Regions from separate parts of the Mus musculus genome. Here regions 1 and 2 are each linked to region 3. A link is a contact called in public promoter capture Hi-C data. All regions are on one chromosome and are shown on one strand. Each heading gives the region's core, a stretch centred on a gene start, on an enhancer-like site or on the middle of the called end of the contact. The rest is flanking DNA. Distances are from core to core; before and after follow the strand shown.

Region 1 (4,224 bases), core at 275-2,774, 230 kb before region 3:
TATACTATTTGAATATTATCAGTTTCTTTTTCAAAAATCCCCTTCCACTAAGTTGGGCTCCCTTAACTATGTTGACTAATGACAACCTTGAAATTCAAAGGTGCTTGTTTTAAATGGAGTTATATAAGTAATCACCTCTCTTTTGACACTGACTAGAATTTAATTCCTCCTTGTGAAGAGGCTGAAACTGTTAGTCTGTGACTTGACCAAAGTCAACAACTAGTTAAGAGGCAAAGGCGGGTTCATTCCCAGAATTATCTTTCTCAAAGCCAATACTTCCACTTGAACATAATTATCTCCTTAAAAGATTAAGAGAGAGTTCAATCATTGGAAAGGGACTCTTGTCCCTTGTCTCTCTAAATGTTCACTAGTTCTTCTAAGACATATACTATACTTCCTACAATTCAGTCACTTAAACAAAATGAAGATAGCATTTCTAATTCGTTTAAACCACAAAAGGATTACTGGCAGGTGAGAAAGAGGTTGAAAAAGGCTTGCCTAAACATGTCTCATCTAGACCTCTAAATATGGATTTCCTAGTGGTTTTTTTAAAGCATGCTCATTTACAAGGCTACGTTTGAATATAGTCAGATGCCTTCCAGTATTGCATTTTCTAAGAAAATTCATACCAGACTCATATCGGTCTGGGAGACTGCTAGAATATGCCATTCTGGCACTTTGCAAATATCCGAAAAATCATCCGGGGGCAACAAACCCAGTTTCACACTCTTGTTTTACGACGTGATGCGTACCCACTTAGGGGACAACGCTCCTATAGGGCGCCCTGCCGAGAGAGCAATAAAGGAAGAAGCGGGGGAAGCGCACGGAAGTTGGGTGGAGGGAGGTCTCATTACCCACTCTTCTGCCCTACCTCTGCCAAGGGCGGCTCCACGGTGCCCAGCCGACACGAAACCCTTACAAGCCCTCGAAGCCCGGCTCTGTCCCAACAGAGAGTCCGGGACGCGGACAATGTGAAGCACAGGATGACCACAGTCACCTCTCCAAGTCTATACCCTTGATTTCGGCCCTGGATGATGCTCCCCCTTCTTTTCGGAGCTGGCACTCCAGGTGGGAAACTCCCGGTCTGCATTGGCCGAAGTCCCTGCTTCAGAAAGGGCGCCTCCTGCGACCGGGTCTAACCCGCAACCCGCAACTCTTTGCACGCAGGGACCCTGGTCCCTCTGTCCCGCCCCCGCAACCCTCCACGGACAGGCCCGCGCCCCACCCGGGATTCCCGAGTCCACTGCCCCGCCCCAGCGAAGGGCTCCTAAAGCCCCCACCCCACCCCCCCCACACACACACGTACACACACACACACATCTCAGACTCCAGTCTCCCAGACCCAGTCGAAGCCAGAGTACCTACCTAAATCAGCGGTGCTCCAGTGTTCCAAGGGGGCGGGCGCGGTCCCCTCCCCGAGGCGCCTACTGCTTCTCTCAACCACCCCTTAAGCCGCAGCTTTGCTTTCCCAGGAGCGGGAGGGAGCGGAGGGAGCGGAGGAGGCGGAGGGGAGGGGGAAGACCAGTTGAGGGGCGGCCGAGCCAAGCCGGAAGTACTAATGCAGGTCCCACCCACCTCCTGGAGCCGCAGAGCATCCTCGTTCTTCTGATAGGACAAACCCCTGTCGTCGCTGTGAAATTCAGACCACCACTTCCGGGTCGTTAATGCTGCGGCCCCTCCTTAGCAACAGCGTGGGGTTGCTAAGCGGAAGTGCCTTTAAATACCCCCCTTCCCCCCCCATTTCTTCGGGGACTGTTGGTAAGTGGGTTGGGAGCTTCGTTTTCTCATTTGGAAATGTTTTTAGGCCTTTAGTTTACAATGTTAGGCCAGGTAAACCCTTCGCTGCAGCAGGTAGTAGGCCCAACGTAGCTGCTTCCATCAGTTGGTCTCTGACACCAGCTCCAAACTACACACACCTCCTGGAATCCTGGGCCATCTCGGCAGCTCCTCCCAAAGCTCCTCTCCAGGCCCCTTGCGGGAGCTTCTTTCTCACTGTCTAGCAAGCATCTCCCTCTGGTGGATTTCCTGTCGTTTCAACCAGACTTTTGCATGCATTTCGTTCTGAACCGGCTCCAGAAGTCGAACAGTGAAGTGGGTAAGAAAGTTTTGTCTTACCTTGTCTTTTCTTTTTTCTTTTTTTTTTTTTTTTTAAGGATTTAACGTTTTTATGTGTGACCTGGAAATAACCTAGCTATATTTGAGTCTATGAAAATTGACCAGAGTAATATTATTATTGTTATTCCATAAAACGGGGGAGTTGGGGGAGACAAAGAATGCCGGTAATCTCGCTTGAGTAGGAAGACAACTAAGCCTCCCATCAGAATAAACCAACATACCTATACGGTGACTAAGAAAGGTGTCCATAAAAACCCTCATTTAGGCTGGGGATTTAGGTCTGTGATACAAAACTTGCCTGGCATGCCCAAGGTCTTTAGTTCGATTCCCAGGCATCGAAGAAAGGAAGGGAGGCAAGGAGACTCATTTACTGGACATGACAAGCAGACCTGTAATGCTTAGACTCCAGAGGAAAAGCGAGGATAGTAACTCCAAGGCCTAGACTACATGGTCAGTCCCAGTTTTAAAACATTTTACCTAACATACCCGAGGCATAAGTTCACTCTTTGAAAAAACTGGAAAACTATGGTGGAGACCAAAGCCAACAAAATAACCCCCTGTAACGACCCCTATAATTATAGTAATTATATTTTTAGAGAAACCTGGGGTGGGGGATAAAACCATCACTTGACTGTATTATTTTTTGAGTCTGAATCTCACTTTGAAGCCCTGGATGACTGATCAGGTAATGTCTATGTAGACCAGGCTGGCCCTGAATTCAGAGACCCACCTTCCTCTTCTCCCAGGTGCTGGGATTTAAAGCGTTCACTACCGGGATGGACCGGCTTTCCTATTTTAACTTTAACTTCTGAATTTTTCTCATCTACATCAGTGGATACACTTGCAACTGTAAGACCCGATTTTATTGGTCACAAAATTATTAGTAGACTGTTGTTTACCTCAGCTAAGACAGAAAACTAATTTTGGTAATTGAAAAGTAACACTAGGCCTTTTCATTTCCTAGACTCATAGGATGGCATTAAATTGATCCATCCTAGGCAGTCAACTCTGCAAAGCTTTTAAGAAACCACTTTAGGCTCAAATGTACCAGCAGTTGGTTATTAAGTCTAAAATAGTTCCATTCCCTACCCCCACCATCATCGTGTATACAATTGGAAATACACACACACACACACACACAAACACACACACACACAATCTGGGTCAGTGATGAGTGTTACAGTAGTTTAGTATTTCACCTGCCAGCAGGTCTAAATTCCAAACTTTAAATTCTAAAATAAATATAAGTCCAACATGCAACAGTTTACAATACATCTAAAGAACTAGAACATGTTTATGGTTTAAAAAAATGTGGCCTATAGAAATTGGTGCCTCATCAAATAAAATTCAGTTAGAACTAACCATAAGCTTAAGCTAATGTGGAAATGCACCTTCATCTGCAGAGCTCTCTGTCCACTGCCTGAGGTGGTTTACAAGCAGCATTTAGCTCCTTTCCTATAGCCTTGGGGTTTTTTAATTCACTGTTCTATTAATATATGAAAATCTGGATTGAGTCCTAAATAACCACATGAGCTTTTTTTTTTTTTTAAAGATTTATTTATTCACTTAATGTATGAGTACACTGTTGCTGCCTTCAGACACCCCAGAAGAGGGCATCGGATCCCATTACAGATGGTTGTGAGCCACCCTGTGGTTGCTGGGAATGGAACTCAGGACCTCTGGAAGAACAGTTGGTGCTCTTAACCACTGAGCCATCTTTCCAGCCCCACATGAGCTTTTGTTTGTTTGTTTGTTTTGCTTTTCGAGACAGGGTTTCTCTGTGTAGCCCTGGCTGTCCTGGAACTCACTCTATAGATCAGGCTTGCCTTGAACTCAGAAATCCTCCTGCCTCTGCCTCCCAAGTGCTGGGATTAAAAGCGTGCACCACCACCATTGCCTGACCACATGAGCTTTTATAATTCTTTCATTTTCAACATAGTCATGCTTAGAGGCCTGGGAAGGTGAGTTGCAAAGTCCTACACTACAACTGCCTATGTGGGCTTAACTACAAAAATCTTATTCTCTTTATTATATTTATTTGTGTATGTGTTGGTGCTGACATACCATTGTGAATGTGGAGGTCAAAGGATGTGTTGAAGGAGTCCCTTC
Region 2 (4,351 bases), core at 353-2,852, 210 kb before region 3:
AATGGACTCTGCCTGAAATGCCCAAGGCCATAGATTCAATCCCCAATACCTGGGGAAGGGGAAATGTTAAGCTTTCTATAAGAGTAAATCCTACTTTTCAAAGCTGCTGGCTCCTTTGCATAAGAAAAATACCATTCCTGGTTATATTTTAATATAGGAATGTAAAATCAAAATTCAGAGAAAATTGCCCCTTTAAAAAATATAACAGGAGAATGGTGAATCTCACCTACAATCCTGGAAACCCAAGTTTGACCTGCTAATCCCCTAAATTGAAGATCTTAAAGACAGAGAGATCAGAAGTTGAAGGCCAGCTTTAGCTACGTAACAAGTTTGGGGCTACCCTGAATTACATGAGAACGTGTGTGTGTGTGTGTGTGTGTGTTATTCCAGCAGTGGGGAGATGGAGGGCAGAAGGATCTGGAGTTCAAAGGTGTTCTTTGTACATAAAAATGTTGAGGCCAGCCTGGGCTACATGAGACCTTGGAAGAAGGAAAAGGGAGGGAAGGAGGGAGAACAAAAGGGAGGAGAGAGTTAAAAAGGAAGGTCGGATAGGGGAAGAACTGGGGAGTAGAGGAGGAGGGAAAAGCAGAGACAAAAGCAAACCAATCTGGGGCAGTGTGGTTAGCTCAGCGGTAGGGTACTTGTTCAACATGGGCAAGGAAGGCCCAGGGTTCAGTTCCCAAAGATTGCATGCATGGTCAAACAGACACTCACATACATCCCCCAACCGGAAACGCGGTAGTACAGTCAATCATCACCATAAATCTAATGAGGAGACACTTAAGTAGCCTCCAAGAAAATAGTAACTGTTAACAATTTTTAAAACACCATTCAGAAAAGAAAAAAAAAAGTTTAAAAATATACTGCCCCTCACCACCAAGACATGAATTTTCCATTGGACCCTCACCCCCATCCAAGCCTGCTGAAAGACTAAGGCTCCCTTAGAGGGCGAGAAAGAAATTTAGGTGTGAGAATGTCAACGGAAACAAATTCCAGAGGAAGGAAACTAAGTAAAAATAAATCCACCGCGGGTCAGGACCACACAGGTTAGTACTGCCTTGCCCGGCCTGATGCTCTCGGGGTGTTACTTCAGAAGCTTCCACGACCCTTCCTACCTTTTCTCGACGAACTTGAAGAATTGGTGACAAAGGTGGAGGAGCCAAGCACCTTCCTAGGGGCTTGAGAAGCCACCGCTGCAGAGAGAGATAAATAGGGGCGTTCAGAAAAGGCAGGAGGGTTCGGATCCCCGAGCTTTGTTCTACAACAGTCCCAGGCCAGTAAAGAGGAGGGAGATGAACAGCAGCAAACGACCTTGCCTGTTCTCTGCAGCTTATTAGCAGTGAGGGCCGGGAGCCTGCCTTCTAGCTGCTCAATGGGAGGCAGCCATGGGCGTCTCCACCCCTGGACAGGCTGCCTAGGGAACCCCCTGCCACCTCGCTGCATCATTTACCTTTTCTGTAGGCTCCTGGAACGTAGTTTGCTTTGGTCCGCACCATGTTCACACAAGAAGAGACAACTTTCACCGTCACCCCAACTGCAGATGTCTCAATTAGAGAAGAACCCGAAAATGATGTTCCCGCCACCGTTTAAATGGGTCTCTTTCCCGCGCGCTCCAAGCGCTTGAGAACCTCGATTCTTATTGGTTCCGCGCCTTCACTCTGGACCAATTGACAGCGTCCAGCAGTGACAGCCTCGAGACTTAAGGTTTTGCTGGCCAGTCAGTCCATCAGCCCCAGTGGTCGTGATTTGTACCTCCCTGGTAGGCGGTGCTAGGACTCTGGGTGGGGGAAGAGGGGGGCACGAAGTATGGAGGTGAGGTAGATAGGTTGTGAACTAGCCAAAATAAAACCAAGTAGAGATAGGGATTGTAAAATTTCTTCAAAAGTTACCAGAGTTAAATCCATGATAATTAAACACTGAAAGTGAAAATTAAGTGGACTTTTCTATGTAAATCATAACTAAAGTTTAGTATCCTAAGGATGAACCCTACTGTGTTCTAAAACAACTTTCTGAGGCGGGAGAAAGGAAAACTCAATTTAGTTTATTTAGTTTACAGTGTTTTAAAAACCGTTTTCAGATCGCATGAGACAAAAAATTAGGACAAATTGTCCATACACATATAAAAATAAGTAAATAAAATTTAAAAAACATGGCCAAAGAATTTTTTAAATGCCAAATGTAAAAGGGTCACAGCACCAACCCACGTGAGGATAACCCTGCAAAAAAGAGATCATATTGTCTGACCCATATTTCAAATTACAATATTCCTAAGAATTTGTGTTTGTTCTGAATGCCATGCACGAAACAAAACCGTATGTGCTTGCTGCAGAATGCTGTCTGTTAATGCTTGTTTAAAAGATGACCCTTCAGCATGTTACAGAACTACTTTTCTGCAGTGAATTATGCTTGAACAGCAATGAAATCTATTCAGGGCCTTAACCAAATCAACAATTAATAGTATATTCAATTTAAAGATTTTAAAGCCAGGCCTACTGCACCTTGTAATCTCAGCCCTGAGGAGGCAGAGAGACTGGGAAATTGTGAGTTCCTTGCCAGTCTGGGCTAGATCACAATATTTTAGAAAAAAGAAAAAAATATAGAAAGGAAGAAAAGAAAAGGGGCACAGTAGTTGAGAGTATTGCTGCTTTTTCAGAGGAACCCAGTTCAATTCCTAGCACTAGCATGGCAGTTCATTCATGGCAGTAACCAAGCTCCAAGTGACTTGGCACCCTCACACAGACATGCAGGCAGGCAAAATGCCAATACACATAAAATTAAAATAAATCGTTTATTTAAAAAAAGAAAGGAAGGAAGGAAAGGAAAGAGCTAGACCGAAAAAACAGGAGCTGGAGAGGTAACTCAGCAGTTAAGAGAACTGGCTACTCTTCCAGGGACCCTGGAGTACACAGGTTCAATTCCTAGCACCTCCATATCAGCTCACAACTGTTTGTAACTCCAGCTCCAGGGGATCTGACACATTGACACAGACACACTCAGGCAAGATGGGAATCAATGCACATAAAATAAATCATCAAGAAAAAAGGAGCCAGGCTGTGGTGCAGGCCTTCAATCCCAACCCTCAGGAGGCAAAGGCAGGTGAATCAAGGCTGTCCTGGAACTCTACAGAATCAGCTCCAGGAAGGCAAAGGCTACACAAAGAAAAGAAAATGGAACAACCAAACAACTAGACAAACAACTCAAGTGAAAATAATGAAAAGGTTTAGGCAGTCATTAAATTAACATTATAATCTTAGCAATTGCCTGTAGTTTATCTTACTCTGGAGTGTTAAATTACTGCCAAATTCTCACATAAAATCAACAAGTCAATCAACAGACATTCCATTCTTGTCATTCACCCTCATGAAAATGAAGTGTTTCTTTTCAGTTTTTGTTTTTCTTTTTTAAAGATTTATTTATTTTATGTATGTGAGTACACTGTAGCTGTACAGATGGTTGCTGGGAATTGAATTCAGGGCCTCTCCTCACCCTGGTCAAACGACCCCACTCCTTCTATTTGCCCCTGCTCTCTCCAGCCCAAAAGACTTATCATTATATCTAAGTGCACTGTAGCTGTCTCAGACATACCAGAAGAGGATGTCAGATCTCATTATGCATGGTTGTGGACTACCATGTGGTTACTGGGATTTGAACTCAAGACCTTCAGAAGAACAGTCAGCGATCTTAAACACTGAGCCATCTCTCCAGCCCTTGAGCCCTTGTTTTATTTTTCTAGACAGGGTTTCTCTGTGTAGTTCTGCTGTCTTGGAACTCACTATAGACTAGGCTGGCCTCCAATTTAGAGATCTACCTGCCTCTGCCTCCCAAGTGCTGGGGTCAAAGGTGTGTTCCCCACTGCCAGACTGCACAGTGGTTCTTAAAAGGCATTGTTTCCTTTCACTTAAAGGCCTTCTATTCCAAACTGAATTGCCTAGTTGAACTCAACATTCTAGAGTCCTGCAAAGAAAGGTCTCAGAGAACTTTTTTTTCTCTTACATTTCAAGCAAATGACTAGAGTTTCAAATATGCCTTTTCACTCCAGGACAATATACATATTATTGTAGTTGTGTTTGTTTTTGAAACAGTGTTTCTTTGTGTAGCCCTGGCCATCCTAGAACTAACTCTGTAGACCAGGCTGGGCCCAAACTGAAAGATATCCTCCTGCCTCTGCCTCCTGAGTGCTTGGGTTAAAGGGAGGCTCTAAGTGTTGTCTTGCTTTTGTTTGTCTTTTAATGCCAATGATGTTTATGAGGAATGCAAGTTAGAGAAGGAACACACAAAAAAGCATGAGACATACCAAATGGTTTTTTTTATTAAAATGGCTACTCTGGAAGCTGAGCATGTGACACAATTG
Region 3 (4,308 bases), core at 1,525-4,024:
TTTGCCACTTAGGCAGAGCTGAAAGAATCCTTCCAAGTTATGCTAACTCAACCCCCTACTCTTTACATGTAAGCACATTGGCTAAGTGCGGCACAGTTAGAACTCAAGGAAAGCTCACACTCAGGTCGTGAAAGTCCTTAAGTGTTGGTCTCAAATACTCAAATCTCTGGCGCAAGCTGCAAAGGACTTGGCACCTAGACCCAATCAGTCCAAAGGACTCCTAAGAATGACCGCTGAAATGCCCCACTTCCAACCCCAGGGAAAAAAAACCCATCTCACATACTCCCCAACCTTGCTCTCCATCCTCAGCACACACAATCTTCCGGACCACAACAGCACCTTTTGCATCCTGCATCATCCAAGGATAAACCCACCTCCACCTCCTGAGCTGTGAAGGACTGGGTTAAAGAAGATAGACTCAAAGAATGGAATGCTCTGGGGACCTAGATGGAGAGTCTCAGAAAGGGAAAAGGGAAAAGGAGGATGGGACTACCAGCAAAGGTTTGGTAGTTTGGTGACATTGGCTCAAGCACAACCTTAACAAGCCAGGAAATCGGGAGTGAGTGAGGTTCCTATATGAAAAGATGAAGTTGGAATAGAAATGGCCAAAACTGGAGCAATAAATATATAAGGTAAAGAAGAGTTCTTAAAAAAATAAATAAAATAATAAAGGGTTTCTCTGTGCAGCCCCGGCTGTCAGCTGTCATAGAACTTGATCTATAGACCAGACTGGTCTTGAACTCAGAGATCCACCTGCCTCTGCCACCTGAGTGCTACGATCACAGTCGTGCACACCATCACTATCAGACTAAAAGTTTCTTTCTGAACAGAAGGAGACCAAGAAGTCACTTGTCACTAGAGGGGCTAACACTGCAGGAATAAAGAAAGGCTAAGGCCTCCTTGGGCTGAGAGTATTTTTCAACCCAGGCTCCACATGAGAACTGGAGAGCTTTAAAATACACACCACTTATCAGGCCCTACCCTAGGCCATTTGGAGCAATCTAGGAAAGAACAGATAACTGGTTTTTTGGTTTGTGTTTGTCTAGCTAGGTTTAAGACACACTGAAATGTGAGGAACACACAGCTGGAGAAAAGATGGAGCTGGAAGAAGCATCAAGTAGGAAATCGAGAGTATCAAGATCACTTGGTGAAAAAGGAGCTCAAGCTTCCAGAGGACCCTTGAGTGGCAGAGCCCTATGTAAACAGCCACAAGAAAGATGACTTGTAGGACGAAGTCATCTGGTTTTGGAGGGATCCTGACAGTTTAAGGAAAGGATCTGCTTACTCAAGGTCAGAGGCTATAAAAAGTCCAATGTGAAGATAAAAGATCTAGTATGGGGACTGAATGGGTTTCAAAAAAGTTTTGGAGGGTTTAGCACCGAGCCTTACAGGGGAAGGCAAAGGAATCATTTCTGAATTGCTAATGAAAGCCAAGATAATACATAAGCAAGTGGCATTACAAATCCTGAGGGATCAGAAAATTCTGGAATAGCTTTGGAGAAGAGCGTCTGTCTGGGACAGAAATGTGGGATATCTGAGGACATGGAAAAAGGGAGGGTAACTAAAGGGATGACTTCTGCCTACTTTGGTTGAAAGTTAAGAAACCCACACCATTTCAAAAGAATAATGCATTTCAAATCCTGGGGGAAACAGGGATTGGGTCTTGAGGTAGGTAACTTCCAAAGGCCCAGGATCTGGTTTTGGAGGCCCTGGAGTGAAATTTAAAAGGGGGTAGCACTTAATGATCTTCCCAGGAAAGGGGAGAGACTAAGTTGGGCATTGTAATGATTTTAAAGAAGGGGGGGGGCGGTAAGATGAGTACCAACTGAGACTTTGTAGTGTTTAAAGGGTAAGAGTGTGTAGAAGAGTGTTGGCAACATCATTGGAAAAACAGGCTGGAGGGCAGGAATGGACTCCATAGTGTTAGAGAAATAAAGAGTGGGGGTTCCCAGACAGGAAAATGGGGCCTACCTGGAGAAGGGTGGGGAAGAGAGTGGGACTGCACATCCCAAGGAGGTGGGAAGAGGGGGAAAGGGTTGAGTTGAGAACTGCCGGACAGAGCTTGTCTTTGGGGACAGCCAGGCAGGGCTGAGAGGAGTCTGCCTGGGAAGCAATTTTCACTAGAGAATGGATTTAAAGCGATTAAGTGACTTGTGGAGGAGTAAGAAAGATTTAGGGAAGATAAGAACCAATTCGGGGAATCTGTGGGAGAAAGCCCACAGTATGGGGGACTGGGCACCGTCCCACTGGGCTTAAGAAAACGGAGCGACTGACTGGCTATGTCCAGGTTTTTTTTTTTTTTTGGGGGGGGGGGGCTCCGGGCGAGGAGAAAACCCGGATGAGGGGGATGGGCAGGGCTGGAGGAAGGGGGCTAAAGGACGGAAGGAGGCCCGATTTCAGGACTCGGGTGGCAGTGGCTGGGATGGCGAGAGGAACAGTGGGAGCGGATGGAGCCCCCTGGGGGCTGGGGGCAGGCTGCGGGGGTGGGGGGGGGTGCGAAGGCCTCTGGAGCTGCGGAGGGAGGATGGGGGCGGGGAGCCTGCGCCGGGCCGTTACCTGTCCTGGGTGTTTATCATCCTCGGTGGCTCTGCTCAGGGTGGGAGGAGGCGGCGCGGGGAGTGGGTAGGTGGACGAGTGGGTGGGTGTGGGGTCGCGCGCGCGGGCCGGTCTCTGTGGGCTAAGTCCCTGTCAGGCCGCGGGCCGAGTGCCCTCCTCTTGCCTCAGCGAGCGCCTGCCTCCAACTGACCCTCCCCGGCCGCCGCCGCGCAACCGCCCCGCCCCCAAGTACCTCATCTGCATAGCCCCACCCAGCGCCGCTTGGTGTCCTGGGAAACTGGGGCCCACAACAAAGGGCGAAGCACCGCCCCGCCTGGGCGCAGGCGTACTAAGGGCAAGCTATCATCTCGGGAAGAGGGGCGGTAGCCAGGGAGAAGAGGGGAAAGAGGTCTCTCTCGATGCCAGGAACTCAGGTTCTGCTTGGCTAAGGCCAGTCTTCATTTCTGCTTTTGTTCTTTCTTAATCATTTATGTATGTTTATTTTTTATACACATTGGTGTTTTGCCTGCATGTATCTCTATATGAGGATGTCAGATCCCCTGGCACAGGAGTTACAGACAGTGTGACCTGCCATGTAGAGGCTGGGAATTGAACCCAAGTCCTCTGAAGACCAACCGGTGCTCTTATCCGCTGAGCCCTCTCCACTCGTTCATGTCTGCCTTTTGTTTGTTTTTTGATACAGTCTTTGTAGCTCAGGCTAGCCTCAGACTCACTGGAAGATGACTTGGAAACCCCCATCCTCCTTCCTTTACTTCCTGTCCTGCCAAGTGCTGGAAATAGTGTGCCTCACCACACTGGGCACTTGCTGCTTTTGGTGTGTGGCCAAACCGAAACCGGAGAATAGTATTTGTAAACCCATGTCACTAAACAAAACAAAATCTGAAATAGAAGAATACTCCTCATAGAGTAGCACCATTTCCAGTGTGAATCTAATCCCACAGATCTTTTCCTTCAATTCATAGTACAATGACAGTGGCTTCCAGCCAATCGGTGCAAGCTGCTTCAATCGATCATGCAAGGCACCTAGTGCACTGCCACTGTCTTACCTGGCCCTCTAATCACAGAGGCCAGGCAGCAATGTACACACACCCCCAAATCCCAGCCACACTCACAGGAGAACCCTAGTTGTCAAACCTGTGCAGTCAACTTAGACTGCAGTCAGTAGAGACTGTGTAAGCCTTTATCTATCTTAGCACCCAGGAAGCAGGGGCAGGTGAGGCTCTGTGAGTTGAAGGCCAGCTTGTAGTACGCAGGCAACAAGTTCCAGGCTGCTTAGTGTAACATGGTGAGACCCTATCTTGGGGGTGGGGGAGGGAGGGGAGAGAGAGAGAGAGAGAGAGAGAGAGAGAGAGAGAGAGAGAGAGAGAGAGGTGGGGCAGAGGGAAAGGGAGAGGATGCACTCTCAGACCACAGTGGTCACCTCAAATCATCCGTTCATTTAGTCAAAGTTCAGTAAATAGCTACATACTATGTGCTTCTAGCATGGGCAGGAATCCAGGAAGCTTCCACAATGGGCCAGGCAATGTACCTACCTTGGATGTCACAATCTGTCCAGAGAGAGAGGCCATCACAATATGAGGTAAGTACTCAGTCTGAAGGACACTGCAAAGAAAGCAACACGCAGAAGAGACAGCTTGAAAAACCTGTACTTTTTCACTTTGGTATTACTCCAAAATGCAGTGGTCAACATGACCTCCACTGCCAAGCTACAGTGCCCCTTGGGACCTAAGGATTCTGTCGCACACACAAGAT

Evidence for each region. Capture Hi-C pulls out chosen DNA fragments and counts their contacts.
Region 1: a promoter capture Hi-C map of adipose tissue shows a contact between it and region 3. The contact joins the promoter of Csnk1g1 here to the promoter of Oaz2 in region 3. A contact is called at or near these places in 11 of 39 promoter capture datasets (the 3T3-L1 cell line, the C10 cell line, the HPC-7 cell line and 8 more), 1 of 15 datasets of contacts at CTCF or cohesin (large pre-B cells), 2 of 484 Hi-C or Micro-C datasets (CD4 T cells and muscle stem cells), 14 of 115 datasets of contacts at active chromatin or transcription factors (the SCID.adh cell line, bone marrow-derived macrophages, craniofacial prominence and 10 more) and 5 of 9 other capture datasets (adipose tissue, embryonic stem cells, liver and 2 more).
Region 2: a promoter capture Hi-C map of adipose tissue shows a contact between it and region 3, with 3 times the contacts expected there. The contact joins the promoter of Pclaf here to the promoter of Oaz2 in region 3. A contact is called at or near these places in 20 of 39 promoter capture datasets (the 3T3-L1 cell line, the C10 cell line, the HPC-7 cell line and 13 more), 3 of 484 Hi-C or Micro-C datasets (B cells, bone marrow-derived macrophages and muscle stem cells), 20 of 115 datasets of contacts at active chromatin or transcription factors (the 230-238 cell line, the HPC-7 cell line, the SCID.adh cell line and 14 more) and 5 of 9 other capture datasets (adipose tissue, embryonic stem cells, liver and 2 more).

The regions. Positions count from the first base shown.
Region 1 is chr9:65,906,310-65,910,533 of GRCm38.p6, reverse strand. Csnk1g1 (casein kinase 1, gamma 1) reads right to left here and starts at 1,524. Exons shown (of 14, transcript NM_173185.2): 1 at 1,366-1,524. Trip4 (thyroid hormone receptor interactor 4) reads left to right here and starts at 1,740. Exons shown (of 14, transcript NM_001357872.1): 1 at 1,740-2,095.
Region 2 is chr9:65,887,574-65,891,924 of GRCm38.p6, reverse strand. It overlaps Pclaf (PCNA clamp associated factor), which reads right to left and starts at 1,602. Exons shown (of 4, transcript NM_026515.2): 1 at 1,451-1,602; 2 at 1,116-1,193. The coding sequence starts at 1,496. All of the region lies in intron 1 of Trip4 (thyroid hormone receptor interactor 4), which reads left to right.
Region 3 is chr9:65,675,014-65,679,321 of GRCm38.p6, reverse strand. It overlaps Oaz2 (ornithine decarboxylase antizyme 2), which reads right to left and starts at 2,774. Exons shown (of 5, transcript NM_010952.3): 1 at 2,557-2,774. The coding sequence starts at 2,576.